Linked DNA regions of Rattus norvegicus: region 2 is linked to region 1. A link is a contact called in public Hi-C data. All regions are on one chromosome and are shown on one strand. The core of a region is the stretch at or near the end of the contact, and the rest is flanking DNA. Distances in the headings are between cores, read along the strand shown.

The links. A called contact is a pair of places that touch in the nucleus more often than the background predicts.
Region 2: a contact with region 1 is called in a Hi-C map of hepatocytes, with 4 times the contacts expected there. The contact joins two enhancer-like sites. A contact is called at or near these places in 10 of 12 Hi-C or Micro-C datasets (the A7r5 cell line, the Rat2 cell line, frontal cortex and 6 more) and 1 of 1 datasets of contacts at active chromatin or transcription factors (oligodendrocytes).

What each region holds. Positions count from the first base shown.
Region 1 is chr11:94,384,622-94,392,348 of GRCr8, reverse strand. No RefSeq gene overlaps it. Among named protein-coding and RNA genes, the nearest start is that of Klhl24, 6.4 kb to the right of the region's middle. Within about 2 kb of position 3,773, at least 5 of the 93 cell types and tissues checked have an H3K27ac peak or open chromatin away from gene starts, as enhancers often do.
Region 2 is chr11:94,532,170-94,539,483 of GRCr8, reverse strand. The region is part of intron 1 of LOC120095700 (a long non-coding RNA gene); the gene reads right to left. Among named protein-coding and RNA genes, the nearest start is that of Mir6323, 21 kb to the left of the region's middle. Within about 2 kb of position 2,048, at least 12 of the 93 cell types and tissues checked have an H3K27ac peak or open chromatin away from gene starts, as enhancers often do.

The sequences.
Region 1 (7,727 bases), core at 2,524-5,023:
CACAAAAACCACAGACACATACATATAATTAAAAACTAAAGTAGACCCTAAAAAGAAAAGGGGAGCAGAGGAAATGGTAGGGATGAAAAGATTTAAATTATTAGGGAAGAAGGTAGGAGTGGGAGGGAGAATCAGCTGAAACAAGAACGTACTGGGGGAGAGTGGCATAAAAGCCTATTTTATGAACTAACTAAAATGTGTACTCTTCTTTAAAGAATTTGAACAGGGGGCTGGAAAGATTGCCTGACAGTCCAAAGCACTTGCTGCTCTTCCAGAGGACCCCCAAGTCTGTTCCCAGCACCCACATGGCCACTTGCAGCCATCTTTAACTTTATTTCCAAAGAATCCACTGCCCCCTTTTAGTCTCTAGGGCCACTGCATGTATGTAGTGCACAGACATACATGCAGGCAAAACATCCACACACATGAAATAAAACTGGATCTTTAAAGAGAGAATAGAATATCACAGTGGTACCCACCTTTAATCCCACCACCAGGAGGCAGAGGCAGTCGTATCTTTGTAAGTTTGAGGTCAGTTTGGTCTACACAGAGAGTTCTAAAACAGCCAGAGCTACATAAAGATACCACGTCTCAAAGAGAGACAGAAACAGACAGACAGACAGACAGACAGGCAGGCAGGCAGACAGACAGACAGGCAGGCAGGCAGGCAGGCAGATGTGTGCTCACACAGAGAGAGACAGAGAGACAGGGAGAGAGGGAGAGAGGGAGAAAGGGAAAGAGAGAGTGAAGGAAAGAGGGAGGGAAGGAGGGAGGGGGAGAGAGAGAGAGAGATTGAATAGAGAGAGTTTCACTAAGTTTTCTGTATGGTCAGATAATTCTGCTCTCAAAAGCCATAGGCTCATGTTATATAACAAAGATTGACCTTGAACTTGAGATCATTCTGCCTCAGTTTCCCAAGCACTAGGATTATAAGAGTTTGCCACGTTTAGTTCTGAAAGTTGGAAAAAAACCTTAAGCATGAAGATATATTAGAGCTAAGACCTGTTAATCAGATAGCTCCATAAGGTTAAGGGAGAGAGAGAGGGAGAGAGGGAGAGAGGGAGAGAGGGAGAGAGGGAGAGAGGGAGAGAGGGAGAGAGGGAGAGAGGGAGAGAGGGAGAGAGGGAGAGAGGGAGAGAGGGAGAGAGGGAGAGAGGGAGAGAGGGAGAGAGAGAGAGAGGGAGAGAGAGAGATACACCCCGGGTTTTATTTTTTGAGTGACATCCAGGGACTGGAGAGACAGCTCCATAGATAAAATCTTAGCAGCACACTTAAAACTCCAACAAACGGGAGGATCCCAGCCCGCAGCAGCTCTCTGCTCCCAAACCCCGTGGGAGAGAGACCTCACCGCCTGATCAGGTGGGCACTCCTGAGGCTGCAGAGCAGAGGAGACCACCAACACTGCTCACCCCTGCCCACATCCCTGGCCCAAGAGGCAACTGTATAAGGCCTCTGGGTTCCCGTAGGGGAGGGCCCGGGAGCGGCAGGACCCTTGCGCCTGAGACACCGCCGGAACCTGAAGGAAACAGACCGGATAAACAGTTCTCTGCACCCAAATCCCGTGGGAGGGAGAGCTAAACCTTCAGAGAGGCGGACACGCCTGGGAAACCAGAAGAGACTGCACTCTGTGCACATCCAGACGCCAGAGGAAAACACCAAACTTCATCTGGAACCCTGGTGCACGGAGGCTCCCGGAAAGAGCGGCACAGATCTTCCCGGTTGCTGCCACAGCGGAGAGGACTTGGGCAGTACCCCACGAGCAAACTTGAGCCTTGGAGCCGCAGGTAGGACCAACTTTTCCCCTGCAAGAAACCTGCCTGGTGAACTCAAGACACAGGCCCACAGGCACAGCTGAAGACCTGTAGAGAGGAAAAACTACACTCGAAAGCAGAACACTCTGTCCCCATAACTGGCTGAAAGAAAACAGGAAAACAGGTCTACAGCACTCCTGACACACAGGCTTATAGGACAGTCTAGCCACGGTCAGAAATAGCAGAACAAAGCAACACTAGAGATAATCTGATGGCGAGAGGCAAGCGCAGGAACCCAAGCAACAGAAACCAAGACTACATGGCATCATTGGAGCCCAATTCTCCCACCAAAGCAAACACAGAATATCCAAACACACCAGAAAAGCAAGATCTAGTTTCAAAATCATATTTGATCATGATGCTGGAGGACTTCAAGAAAGACATAAAGAACTCCCTTAGAGAACAAGTAGAAGCCTACAGAGAGGAATCGCAAAAATCCCTGAAAGAATTCCAGGAAAACACAATCAAACAGTTGAAGGAATTAAAAATGGAAATAGAAGCAATCAAGAAAGAACACATGGAAACAACCTTGGACATAGAAAATCAAAAGAAAAGACAAGGAGCTGTAGATACAAGCTTCACCAACAGAATACAAGAGATGGAAGAGAGAATCTCAGGAGCAGAAGATTCCATAGAAATCATTGACTCAACTGTCAAAGATAATGTAAAGCAGAAAAAGCTACTGGTCCAAAACATACAGGAAATCCAGGACTCAATGAGAAGATCAAACCTAAGGATAATAGGTATAGAAGAGAGTGAAGACTCCCAGCTCAAAGGACCAGTAAATATCTTCAACAAAATCATAGAAGAAAACTTCCCTAACCTAAAAAAAGAGATACCCATAGGCATACAAGAAGCCTACAGAACTCCAAATAGATTGGACCAGAAAAGAAACACCTCCCGTCACATAATTGTCAAAACACCAAACGCACAAAATAAAGAAAGAATATTAAAAGCAGTAAGGGAAAAAGGTCAAGTAACATATAAAGACAGACCTATCAGAATCACACCAGACTTTTCGCCAGAAACTATGAAGGCCAGAAGAGCCTGGACAGATGTCATACAGACCCTAAGAGAACACAAATGCCAGCCCAGGTTACTGTATCCTGCAAAACTCTCAATTAACATAGATGGAGAAACCAAGATATTCCATGACAAAACCAAATTTACACAATATCTTTCTACAAATCCAGCACTACAAAGGATAATAAAGGGTAAAGCCCAAAATAAGGAGGCAAGCTATACCCTAGAAGAAGCAAGAAACTAATCATCTTGGCAACAAAACAAAGAGAAGAAAAGCACACAAACATAACCTCACATCCAAATATGAATATAACAGGAAGCAATAATCACTATTCCTTAATATCTCTCAACATCAATGGCCTCAACTCCCCAATAAAAAGACATAGATTAACAAACTGGATACGCAATGAGGACCCTGCATTCTGCTGCCTACAGGAAACACACCTCAGAGACAAAGACAGACACTACACCTCAGAGTGAAAGGCTGGAAAACAACTTTCCAAGCAAATGGTCAGAAGAAGCAAGCTGGAGTAGCCATTCTAATATCAAATAAAATCAATTTTCAATTAAAAGTCATCAAAAAAGATAAGGAAGGACACTTCATATTCATCAAAGGAAAAATCCACCAAGATGAACTCTCAATCCTCATCTTCGGTTGGTTTATATACAAGTGTGCAATTCCTAGGCTTGAAAGTAAAATGATGCTATCTGGTGCTGGATAGAGGAGCCTTATTTTTTATTATGGCAGCTTGCTATTTTCGTAACATGGTTATTTGGTTGAACACAATAAAGTACAGTAGTAACTGGAAAAAAAAAAAAAGACTCCAACAAACGTCAGGAGCCAGATGCAGAGGCAAGCATCTGTGATCCCTGCCCTTATACAGCAAGGTAGCAGGCAGGGCTAGGGATCGTCCAGAAGCTCAGGGGCCGGCTGGCCCAGCAGCAGGAAGAGAGGTTCTTCCTGACCAAGTGAGAACTGATCTCCACAAATAAACAAGTGCAAGGTAAATGTCTACTGAGAGATGGAAAGGAGAAACTCAGAGAGTCACTAATTCATTCTCCGCCCAGACAGAAATCTCCACAAGCCTTGCTTTCCAAGTATTGACTTTCCCATCTAAATGCATGAAGAAAAAGCAAGGTGCCTTCCGTGGCTTCACTAATCTTTGTAACAAAGGTCACCCACAGTTCACCCTAAAAAGTATCTAAATTTAGAGATTTGCTACTGGAGCAAAACGTCCATGCACCAGTAATAGAACAAGACAGGCTTTCCAAAGTATGCCAGGTATGTGCTTGCAATGCTGTCACTGCGGGACCGGGCTCTGTGCCTGTGTGCTGGTGACCTGGGAGACCTCAGCCTTTTCTAGGCCAGTTACAGAGTGATCTAGAACTGCAAGCAAATAGACATGGCTTTTCACACACATTGAAAAGAAACACTCAGGGGCTTGAGGTGTAAGCCCAGGGACAGATACCCCACCAGCATTTGTGTTACCGTAAATTTGGTCCTCCAGCACTCAGCATTATGAATAACGAATAAATAAAACTGTTATTTCAGTACTTCATACATGCACATAATAGGTCTTTTTATGTCAAATTATTACTAGAAGAAACACAGATCTCTTCAACCTCTGACCCTCTGACCTGTGTTCTACAGCTCAGAGTCAACCCTGGTTTAAGCTGTCACGTCACCTTTGTGTGAGGATACTATAGGGGCAGAAACACACTTTCATACACCTTTAGGGGTCAGGACTCTCATTGGGTGTTCAGAGGGCAAGCTTGTGTTTGTTCATTTGTTTTGTTTTTGATTAAATTGGCTTTAGTGTAACAACATCTACAGATCAGCTGTTTATTGCTTCATTGTAGTTTCCCAAAACATTTTTTAAGATTTATTAATTTATTATATACAAGTACACTGTAGCTGTCTTCAGACACACCAGAAGAGGGCATCAGATCTCCTTCAAGATGGTTGTGAGCCACCATGTGGTTTCTGGATTTGAACTCAGGACTTCTGGAAGAGTAGTCAGTGCTCTTAACCACTGAGCCATCTCTCCAGCCCCCCAAAACATTTTAAATTATAGTTTTCAGAAGGGATATTGAAAGCCTATTTCCATGATACTAATGTATCAGTCCATGATACTAGTGAATCAATCCATGATACTAGTGTATCAGTCCATGATACTAGTGAATCAATCCATGATACTAGTGTATCAGATTACCTTTCTTCCAGCTATTTATGATCTTTCTCAATATTTCTAAATACAGTCTAGTTTTATGATAAATTATATTTCCCCACCTGAAAGAGTAAACCCTCTTCCCCACAATATCCTTTGTGCAAGAAGGAATGTATAATATAGAATAACAAGTCTAAAGAGGATCTTCTGAAGCCTGGGTACCTGAAGGTGGGCACATGTCTACAAAACCAGCACATGGGACTGAGGGAGGAGGAGTGCTGAGTTTTAAGATCAGCCTAACAATAAAATAAATGAAGACTATTTTAAAAGCCAGGCAAGGTGGCTCATGTCTATAACCCCAGCACTTGAGAAGCTGAGACAAGAGAATTGCCACAAGTTTAATGCCAGCCTGGGCTTCATAGTGAGTTCAAGGTCAGCCTAGGCTACAGAGAGCAACCCCATCTCAGTATCAAAACCAAACAAACAAAATAGGATCCTGAGAGGCAAGTTTCATAAAACCTTTGTCCTCTAGCCATCCGATGCTTACATTTACCTTGAGTTGCACCTATAGTTAGCATATGCTTATTTCCGTGAATTCTTTTAGCTTTCATTTCTGAGTTTCTTCCTTAAAACTTGCTTTTCCAAGTCAGTATAAGAGATAGTACATCTCTTTTAACTGTCCCTTTACTTTCTTCTTTATAACTCCTGTTCCTAAAGTACAGGACAAATCATAGAAGGAAGAAACTATATAAGAGGAGCTAGAAAGGTGGCTTAGTAGTTAAGACCATGCAGTGTCCTTGCAGGGGACCAGGGTAGGTTCTAGCACTTGCCTTGGACTAGGGGATCCTCTGCCTTCTTCCTGGCCTCTGTGGGCCCCAGCACTAATGTGGTACACATGCAGATCCTCAGGCACATAAACGTATACGTAATGAATTAGTGAGAGAAAGAATGCTGCTGACCATTCCTGATTGTTGTTAAATACTCAGTATATCCCAAGTACTGCACATCTGCTTTTTTTTCTTATTTAATCCTCATAAGTATGCAAATTAGACACTTTTAGCTTAATTTTATTTTTATATTTTAAGTGTTTTTATATTTTAAATATCTATTTTTTGGTTTGGTTAGGGTCTTGCTATGTAATCTAGGCTGGCCTCAAACTCCTGATTTTCCCGTCTCGACCTCCTCAGAACTGAGATTAAAAGTGTGAACCGCCACTCCCAGACTTATCCTCATTTTGAAGTTGAGAAAATAGTGAGTACTAAGATTCAAAACCAAACCTCTGACTATATAGCAGGACTGCAAACACCGAGTATACAACTGACAAAGTGCTGGGCTTACGTAATGGGATAACAAAAGCAACATGACGGACGTAGGGTGAGCTCTGGGCTATCTGGTGTGGGAACTTTCTGAGATCTCGAGGAGAACTTCAAAGAGGTTGTGCTCCTTCAGGTGGATGCCTAGACAGAGCCTCTCATGAGCACAGCATCAGCTGAGGTGACAGAATGAGTCCTGGGTCTGGAGGCTGCTGCTCAAGCTTTAATCATCACAGTTTCTGAAGGAAGTTGGTGAGACTTTTCAAGAACAGAAGGGGAGGCCCTTCTTGTTTAGCTCCTCTCCTTCATGATAGCTGCAGGATTCATGGAATGACTGTCGTCTAAGCAATCAAAGGACCACAAGTGGACAAGACAAATTCTTAGAATCTGTTGGGATCTTCAAGGAGAAGAGTGCCAAGCATAACAGGTCAAGCCGAAGTCCATACATGCCTTTACAGGGCATTGGAGCAAGAGTCTGGAGCCAGGAACGTGAATCTATACAGACTCTGTGGTGGTTTGAATGAAAATGACTCCTATAGACTCATACATTTGAATGCTTGGTCCTTAGTTAGTGGAACTATTTGTAAAGGATTAGGAGGTGTGGCCTTGTTGGAGGAAAGGAGGGCTTTGAAGTTTCAAAACCCAAGCCAGAGCCACCCAGGCAATTAATTATTCAGAGTTTCCACACATACACTCCTCTCTCTGCCTGCAACTTGCAGATCAGATATGAGCTCTTAGCTACTTTCCCAGCACCCTGCCTAGCTTGCCTGCCACCATATCCCCTGCCATGATGATCATGAATCAAGCTTCTAAAACTGTAAGGAAGTTCTCAAAGTACGGCAGCTCACAACTGTCTATAACTGTAGTCCCGTGGGATCCGATGCCCTCTTCTCGTGTGCAGGCATACATTCAGACAAAACACCCATATACCTAAGACATAAACAAATAACCCTTTTTAAAAATAAGAATGAATAACGGCAGAGGGAGATAACATCATCAAACTGGGCACTCACACGTCCCGGAGAAACCAACTGGGGAAGTTGAGGCGGTCAGTCAGCGGGAGTTCCAGTCAGCCGGAGTTCCAGCGTCAGCCTCTATCCATGAATGAGCTTCCTGTGGCTGAACTTCCAACTTCTTTTTCCCACTCTTAACCTCTCTTGGAAGTGACTCACTTTCTAGCTGTTTTCAAGGGCACAATGATTCTTATGTTTTACTTTCGGGCTGTTTTTACTGTTCTCTTCTCTCCCTGCCACAGAGTCAGGGAACTTCATCCTCAGATAAGGGACCTCGGAGGACACTTTAGACAAACATCCGTGGGCCCGAGTTGGGAGGGAAGGAACACCACTTCCAGTGCCAGCTTCTTGGTAAGCTCAAACAGCGCAAAGCAATTTACCAGTGCAAGCAACCCTGGT
Region 2 (7,314 bases), core at 799-3,298, 150 kb before region 1:
CAACATCAGGATATCTGAGAGGAGTCCTGGTGGAGATCCAGTGTTGATAGTAACAGACACATGACTCATTGCAATGAACATCTGCAAGTAAAGAAGTGAGAACAAAAGCATATGTGGTAGGACACACTGTGACACACTACAGCTTCCAGAATGAGTTTGCCCCCTCCCCAACCCAGGAAGGTAGCAAGAAAGAGGGAGAGTATGAACGGACTGGGAGATGAGTGGGATTGGGGTGCATGATGTGAAATTCACATAAAAACAATCAATAAAACGTTAAATAATAATGCTTTACTGTGGCCGTGTGTACAGCATGTAAAAGGTCTCCAGTAGTGTACAAGAGGCTCTAGGCCTCCACATTCAGCTCCCACTCACTCCCTGATTTACCCAGAGTAGCAATCCTGCCAGCACCTTGCTTACTAAGTGCCTTTACAGATATGCTTTCTTAAATCCTTTGTACTGTGTTTACACTGTGTCTGTTCTGTGGCTAGTCTGTGTCTTTTCTATACATAATTTTGAGTTACAATTGCATACAATATTCAGGGCAATAACAAGTTGTACACATTCGTACTCTAGGCATAGTAGACTACACCATTTACCTAGATGTGGAGCAGACCATATGGCATGTAGGTTGTATAATTAATTTCCTTAGATACTATGAGTACTGATTTAAGATATGCATAGCTATTAAAATACAATGTTTTATCTTTTTTCGGTTTTTAAGATGTTTAGCAATTTTCTTCCTTCCTTCCTTCCTTTCTTTTTTATAAAGGACAGCATTTAAGTGGGGCTGGCTTACAGGTTCAGAGGTTCAGTGCATTATCATCAAGGTGGGAGCAAGGCAGCATCCAGGCAGGCATGGTGCAGGAGGAGCTAAGAGTTCTACATCTTCATTTGGGAATATTAGGAGCAAAACTTTTAATTCATTTGCTTACATTTTTAAAATGCTTTATGTGTTTATTAATTTTTAAAGTTAACATTAGAAAACGGTGGGTTTCATTTTGCCATTTTCATGTATATGTCATTATACTTTTTTCTGTATGTCCCCTTCTCCCTGTGTCCTTCTCTGTACCCCTTCTCAATTAGTCCCTCCCTACCCCAGACAGTGCTCCCTTGTGCTTTCTGGTCGCTCGTGTCCCATAACTCTCTGTTCCCCCAGTTCTTTAGATCTCTTCCTCCCCTACTCACCCTCTTCTGTCTAGTGTTCGCACAACCCCTGTTCAAGCATGCTTGCGTACACAGTAACTTTAATCTGGGTTCCGTATATGGGAGAAAGTGTGTAATATTTGTCTTTCCAAGCTTGGCTTACTTCACTCCACATAATGATTTCCAGTTCCCTACATCTTTCTGCAAAATACTGTGATTTCATCTCTCTTCGTGGCTGAGTAACACTCCTTTATACGTTTGCCACATTTCTATATTCATTTTGTTGATGGACGTCTCGTCTGCCTCCACTAGTCTGTCTCGCTATTGTGTCTAGCGCAGCAATGAACACAGATGTGGATGTACTTCTGTGCTGTGTTCACTTAGTCTTCACTCTGTATCCAAGGGTGAGAGAGTTGGCTCATAACAGGAATTCTATTTTGAGGCAAGTTCTCCGTGTGTATCTGCGTCACCTGTAGACCACAGAGCTCTGCGACGCTGGGATTGTTCTGGGCGGCCACGCTCAGCTATTTTTAGTTCTTTTGCGAAACCTTAGTACTGATTGTTTCTATGATGTAAGCTTTTTATTCTGACAGCCCTGGCCCTGCTTCTTCGCCTCAGAAGCTTAGAGGATCAAGGCCCTCCCTGTCCCCAAAACACCTGAGATAGACTCAGGAACAACCCTAACACAACCCACATGCCTGATGGGAAACAGAACTGGACCAAAATCTTTGCCAAAAGGTTTTAGCGGTAACGAATCCCATCCTAAAAACCTTTTGGGCCCTTTCTTTGTTCTGATTTGGAAGGTGGCCCGAGAAAAAACAAGAGGTCGCTATAGGAACTGAGAGATTGACAAGAGCAGAAACTGAGACTCCACCTCCCTCGGGTGAGCAAGGTGCTGTTTGACCACATGGCCCTGCAGAAGCCGGACAGCAGGTGGCAGTAGAGAGACGAGCGTTCTAGGAGCCTGATGCCACCGCCAAAAGTCTTGGGCGTGATCTGCAAAGCTGGGCAGTGATAGCAGACTCGGTTTGGACTAAGGGCCCTGGAGAAAGAGCAGGACAAGAAAATACAATCCTCTTGTCAGGAGTCTGCCTCCAGGCCACCCATCGGAGGGACTACACTTCTCCACTCCCCACAGAAGCCATTTTGCTACTGTAAAGAAGAGTTTCCCTTTTTGTATCCTATTTATTCGTCCATTATCTTTATTTAAGGGTTCGCACATTCTTATTTTATTCTCTGAGTTGCAATCCAGCAATAGTTCTAAAGTCTCCATAACAGGTCTGGTGGTAAACTGCGTAACTCCAGCTACGGGGTGTTGGGAGCGCAGGGGAGGCTGAGGCAAGAAAATTGAAAATTCCAGACCTGCAGGTCTATATAGAGTGAGTTCAAGCCCGGACTAGATAAGTTATCAGGACCCTGTCTGAATAAAAGTTATGGCTGGGGAATTTGTCTCAGTGGCAGAGCGTTTGCTCAGCTTGTACAAGGCCTTAGATTTGATTCTGAGCACCACCAAAGAGGGAAGAAAGGAAAAAAGAGGAGGAAGAGGAACGGAACTGAGGAAGATAGAAGAATATTTCCCGGGGGAGGGGGGACAGCAGAGGAGTCGTGGTAGAGTGGAATAGGAAGGGGACCAGCAAATCAGCCCGTAAGCATCACTCTCTTCCAGTCTGTTTCCTGGAGAAACAGTTTCCTGAAGAGCTCAGTACAGCTCTCTCTGAGGTTGACAGAGTCAGTTCTTGGAGTTGACTTCAGCAGAGAGCCAGCAGGCTTATTTTATCCAGTGCTTGGGTGAGGGATGCCTACAGGGAAGCCTAAATCCCTGGGTAATGAAGTTCATAAATGTGAAGAGTAGGCTTGAAGCACCCACACTTTGGGCTCCCTTCTTCTTGCGTGGTCTGTGAATTATATAGTGGGTATTCCGAGATTTTCTCCTAATATCCACTTATCAGTGAGTACATACCACGTGTGTTCTTTTGTGAATAGATTAACGCACTCAGGATGATGTTTTCTAGTTCCATCTATTTGCCTGCGATTTTCATGAAGTCATTGCTTTTAATAGCTGAGTAGTACTCCATTGTGTAAATGTACCACATTTTCTGTATCCATTCCTCTGTTGAGGGACATCTGGGTTCTTTCCAGTTAGTGTTGGGAGCTCCCTCATAGAAAAAGGGAGAGAGGGGATGGGATAGGAGGTTTGGGGAGGGGAAACAGGGAAGGTAGAAAACATTTGAAATGTTTGAAATGTAAATTAAAAAAAATCAATGAAAAAATTAACAATCAGAAGAAAAGTAGAGGATCTGACTCCCTCTTCTGGCCTCCACGGGCACTGTGCACGTACGATACACAGACATCCGTGCAAACAAAACTCATACACATAAAAAGAAAACTAAAATAAAATTACAGGGAAATGTCTAAAAGGATGAGGAGTAGCATAAACCCGATAAAACGGTCCTGTTCAGAACCTTTTGGATTATTCTCTCTGGACCTGTGGAGTTTTTATTTCCAAGGAGATGAGACCTAGGTTTACAGATGTGGCTCACTGGTCTGACTCTCAACAGCTGGCAACACCAGCTTTCTTCCTCTCAGGGTGCATGAGGATCAGTGCCCATCACTTTGACTGCCGTTGAGTTCAAATGCTGTGTGCAACACAGGCACTGCTGTGCTGTGTTTGTGCTATGTGTGCTGCACGTGCAGTGGTGTAAGCTCATTGGGACACAAAACTGCTTTAACACAGCTGTAGGCTCATTCAAGCCCGAATGTCACAGTTTCCTACTGAGTATATTTGCTTTGAATGAATGATAATCGGTTAATACGTGTGAAACTTTTGCTTCTTTCACATCTGTACATGCCAGAATAATAATGATAAACTATTATAATATTAGTACATCCCAGAATAATAATGATAACCTACTATAATATTATCTATATTATTATTATTACTATTACTATTATTATTATTATCTTTTGCTTTTAATTTTACCTAGCTAGTATCTTCAGGACACTGGATGTCCCACCCTTGAAAATACACAGTAATTAAGTAAAAATAAGATACATAAAAGGCATTGTTGTCTTGGGGTTTTATTGCTGTGGGGAGACACCATGACTAAGGCAACTCTTATAAAGGAAAGCATTTAATTGGGGCTGGCTTACAGTTTCAGGGGTTCAGTTCATTATTGTCACGGTGGGGAGCATGGCAGAATGCAGGCAGACATGGTGTTGGAGAAGGAGCTGAGAGTCTAGCAGAAAGACTGTGGGCCACACTGGGTATAACTTGACCATAGGGCACCACAAAGCCACCCCCAACAATGACACACTTCCTCTAATAAGGCCACACATACTCCAACGAGGCCATATTTTCTAGTAGTGCCACTCCCTGTGAGCCAAGCATTCAAACATATGAGTCTATCGGGGAGGAGGGGTCCTGTTCAAACCACCACATCTGTCTTTAAGTAGTGTGGTTATTTTAAGCTTGAAAGTGATTTTACGCTGTGTTCTTTGTAGACTAGAATTGCAAAACAGCTATTGGTAATCCAGTATTTTAAACCATGTGCTTCAAAGACATATGTTAGTGTCTTTACTGCTACAGCATAATATAGAATTTTTAAGAACAGAAATTTTATTAATCCTCTGATAATTTCTCATATGTGTACAACATATTTTGATCATATTCACGTCCATTCTGCCCCTTAGGTCGTCTCAGACTAATCCCATCCCTCCTAAGTATATGACATCTTTTATTATCTTTTATTTTGAAGGCCCAAGAAGTCCAATTGTATTGCCCATGGATTCATAGGTGTGGTGTTGTCCATGAGATCATGGTCAATCTATCTTGAACTAGATCTTTAAAGAAAACTAATTCTCTCTCCCCCAGAAGCCATCAACCATCGATAGCTCTCCACCCAGGTAAGGACTCATAAGCCCATCCCCTCCCATGCTGGAATAGTGGCTGGCTTGATCCTATGCAGGCAACCATAGCTGTTGTGTGTTCATGAGAGCAGGGTCCTGTCATGTTCAGAAGACCTACCTGACCTCTGATTCTTACTTTCCACTTTCTCTTTCAGAACGGTCCCTAAGCTTTAGGAAAGCTATTCTGATGTGTCTGAGAGCTGCATTAATCTGTGGGTATAGAGATATGAATTTAGAAGGCAGTTTGATACTATGTTCATTTAGCAAGACAAACATAGTAGGTTCAGACCCTGGGGTTATGATCTCAACCATGCGTTCCTGGCCAGATTTGCTAATTCAGGCCTATGTTTTTTTCCTATGTAGCAGTCCTGAGATCCAATCAGAAATCGGTTGTTTACCCCCCATAATGTTCACGCCACTGTTGTGCCCATTGATCTGTTACTATGCTGGTCAGAACTGCAGTTCACAGTATTCTCAGCCGTGTTAAGACTGTTGTCTTGGTTACTGTTCTATGGATGTGAAGAGACGACGTGACCAAGACAATGTCAAAAGCTTTTAATTTAAGACTTGCTTACAGTTTCAGAGGGTTAGTTTATGCTCATCAGGACAAGAGCATGGTTCCAGGCAGTCAGGCAAGCATAGTGCAGTAGCAGTAGCTGAAAACTTACATTTCGATCCAATAGGCCATTCTCATTCAAACCACCACAGCACATAAACAGAAAAGATTCCGATGTGTTGGATGGATAATCTCTTTTTAAGATTGGTAGAACCCGTGGAATGCTGTCTTACAAGCATGGCCACTTCACTGATACCTCACACCAGCTATGGTTACCTTCGTCAGGCCTGCACTATCCTGAGACTATTTCCATTCTGTCACATATAGAGGAGCTCATGATCCTCCTGCCAGGAGCTGTTGGCAGTTAATGGTTGCTGAGGGAAGAGAAGACATTTTCTTCAGTGCTGTAGTCATAGGAAGATACCCATGTGCTTATAAATAGTCCCTCAGCCACGCTCATTAAAGCAACCCTAATTAGAGTCACTGAAACACACGAATAAACACATCACACACACACACAGAGAGAGAGAGAGAGAGAGAGAGAGAGAGAGAGAGAGAGAGAGAGAGAGAAATGAAAGTAGAAGAGATAGAAAGATGAAGAGAACCAGTAGACGCAGGGTAGGCACAAGAGAGGAAAATGAAAGGTGAATATGATTTAAGAAGTCTTACGCACATATATGAAAGGCCGTAATGATACCTGTTATCATCTGTAGTGAGTGTGCACTGATAAAGAGTAAAACAAATTAAGGAAGACATCTTTTAAGTACTTTTGTATTTGTCCCAAGACCTTCAAAGCCAGTGATATGTATATACATTCATTCATTCATGGGGGTCGAATAAGACCGTTGGAAAACACAGATATTTGCGATTCATAACAGTAGCAATATTACAGTTATGAAGTACTAATGAAAATAATGTTACAGTAAGGGGTCGCCACAGTATAAGGAACTGTATTAAAGCGTGGCAATATGTTGCATGTAACTCTGCTACCCTACCTTAGCTCTGGGAATGGCCCTAGCATCTTTAAAGCATTTTTTTTTTCATTCAATCTCCCTAGCTTCTCCCTGTGGAGCTAAATATCTCTGTATACTTAAGAACATTCAAGTAATTTCCATTATACTCCCTTCTACCTTGAAAACAATTAAATGAAATTTTACTTATCCCTATCTTGTGATTACCTGCTTGTAGGAAGCAGGCAGCTTTTATCTGGCTCACTGCCTCAGAGCAGCCATCCTGTCTCTTTTCACAGCAGGGGATCTGTGAACTGAGGCTTTCTTTAGGTTTCTGTGCTTAAGTTTCCTGCTCACTGGAGACACCACATGACTCACTCTGCTCCACTCATTGAGAAACCAATTCTCCCCTCTTCCTAGACCAGTACCACCGTGTGTGTGTGTGATCAATTTGAGAATTCCTAAATATAGTGGATTCTCGCCTTCCACATTGCCTGCCATCTGTTGCTTGTAGCTTTGCTACCCTACCTAAGCTCTGGGAACAGGCCGTGCTACTAGCCCCACCCAGCTTCCCTTGGATTCACCGATAAAGGACACAGACACACACAGCTGTACTTGCCTTTGACACAATTGCTGGATGCTGCTTATCTCCCTCCTGGAATAGCATGCCCTTATCAATATTCTTATTTCTGCACCTCAGTTACATCTAGTCCCTGCTAAACACCGTGATCATCCACCTGTAGGAGCAGCCCGTGTGGC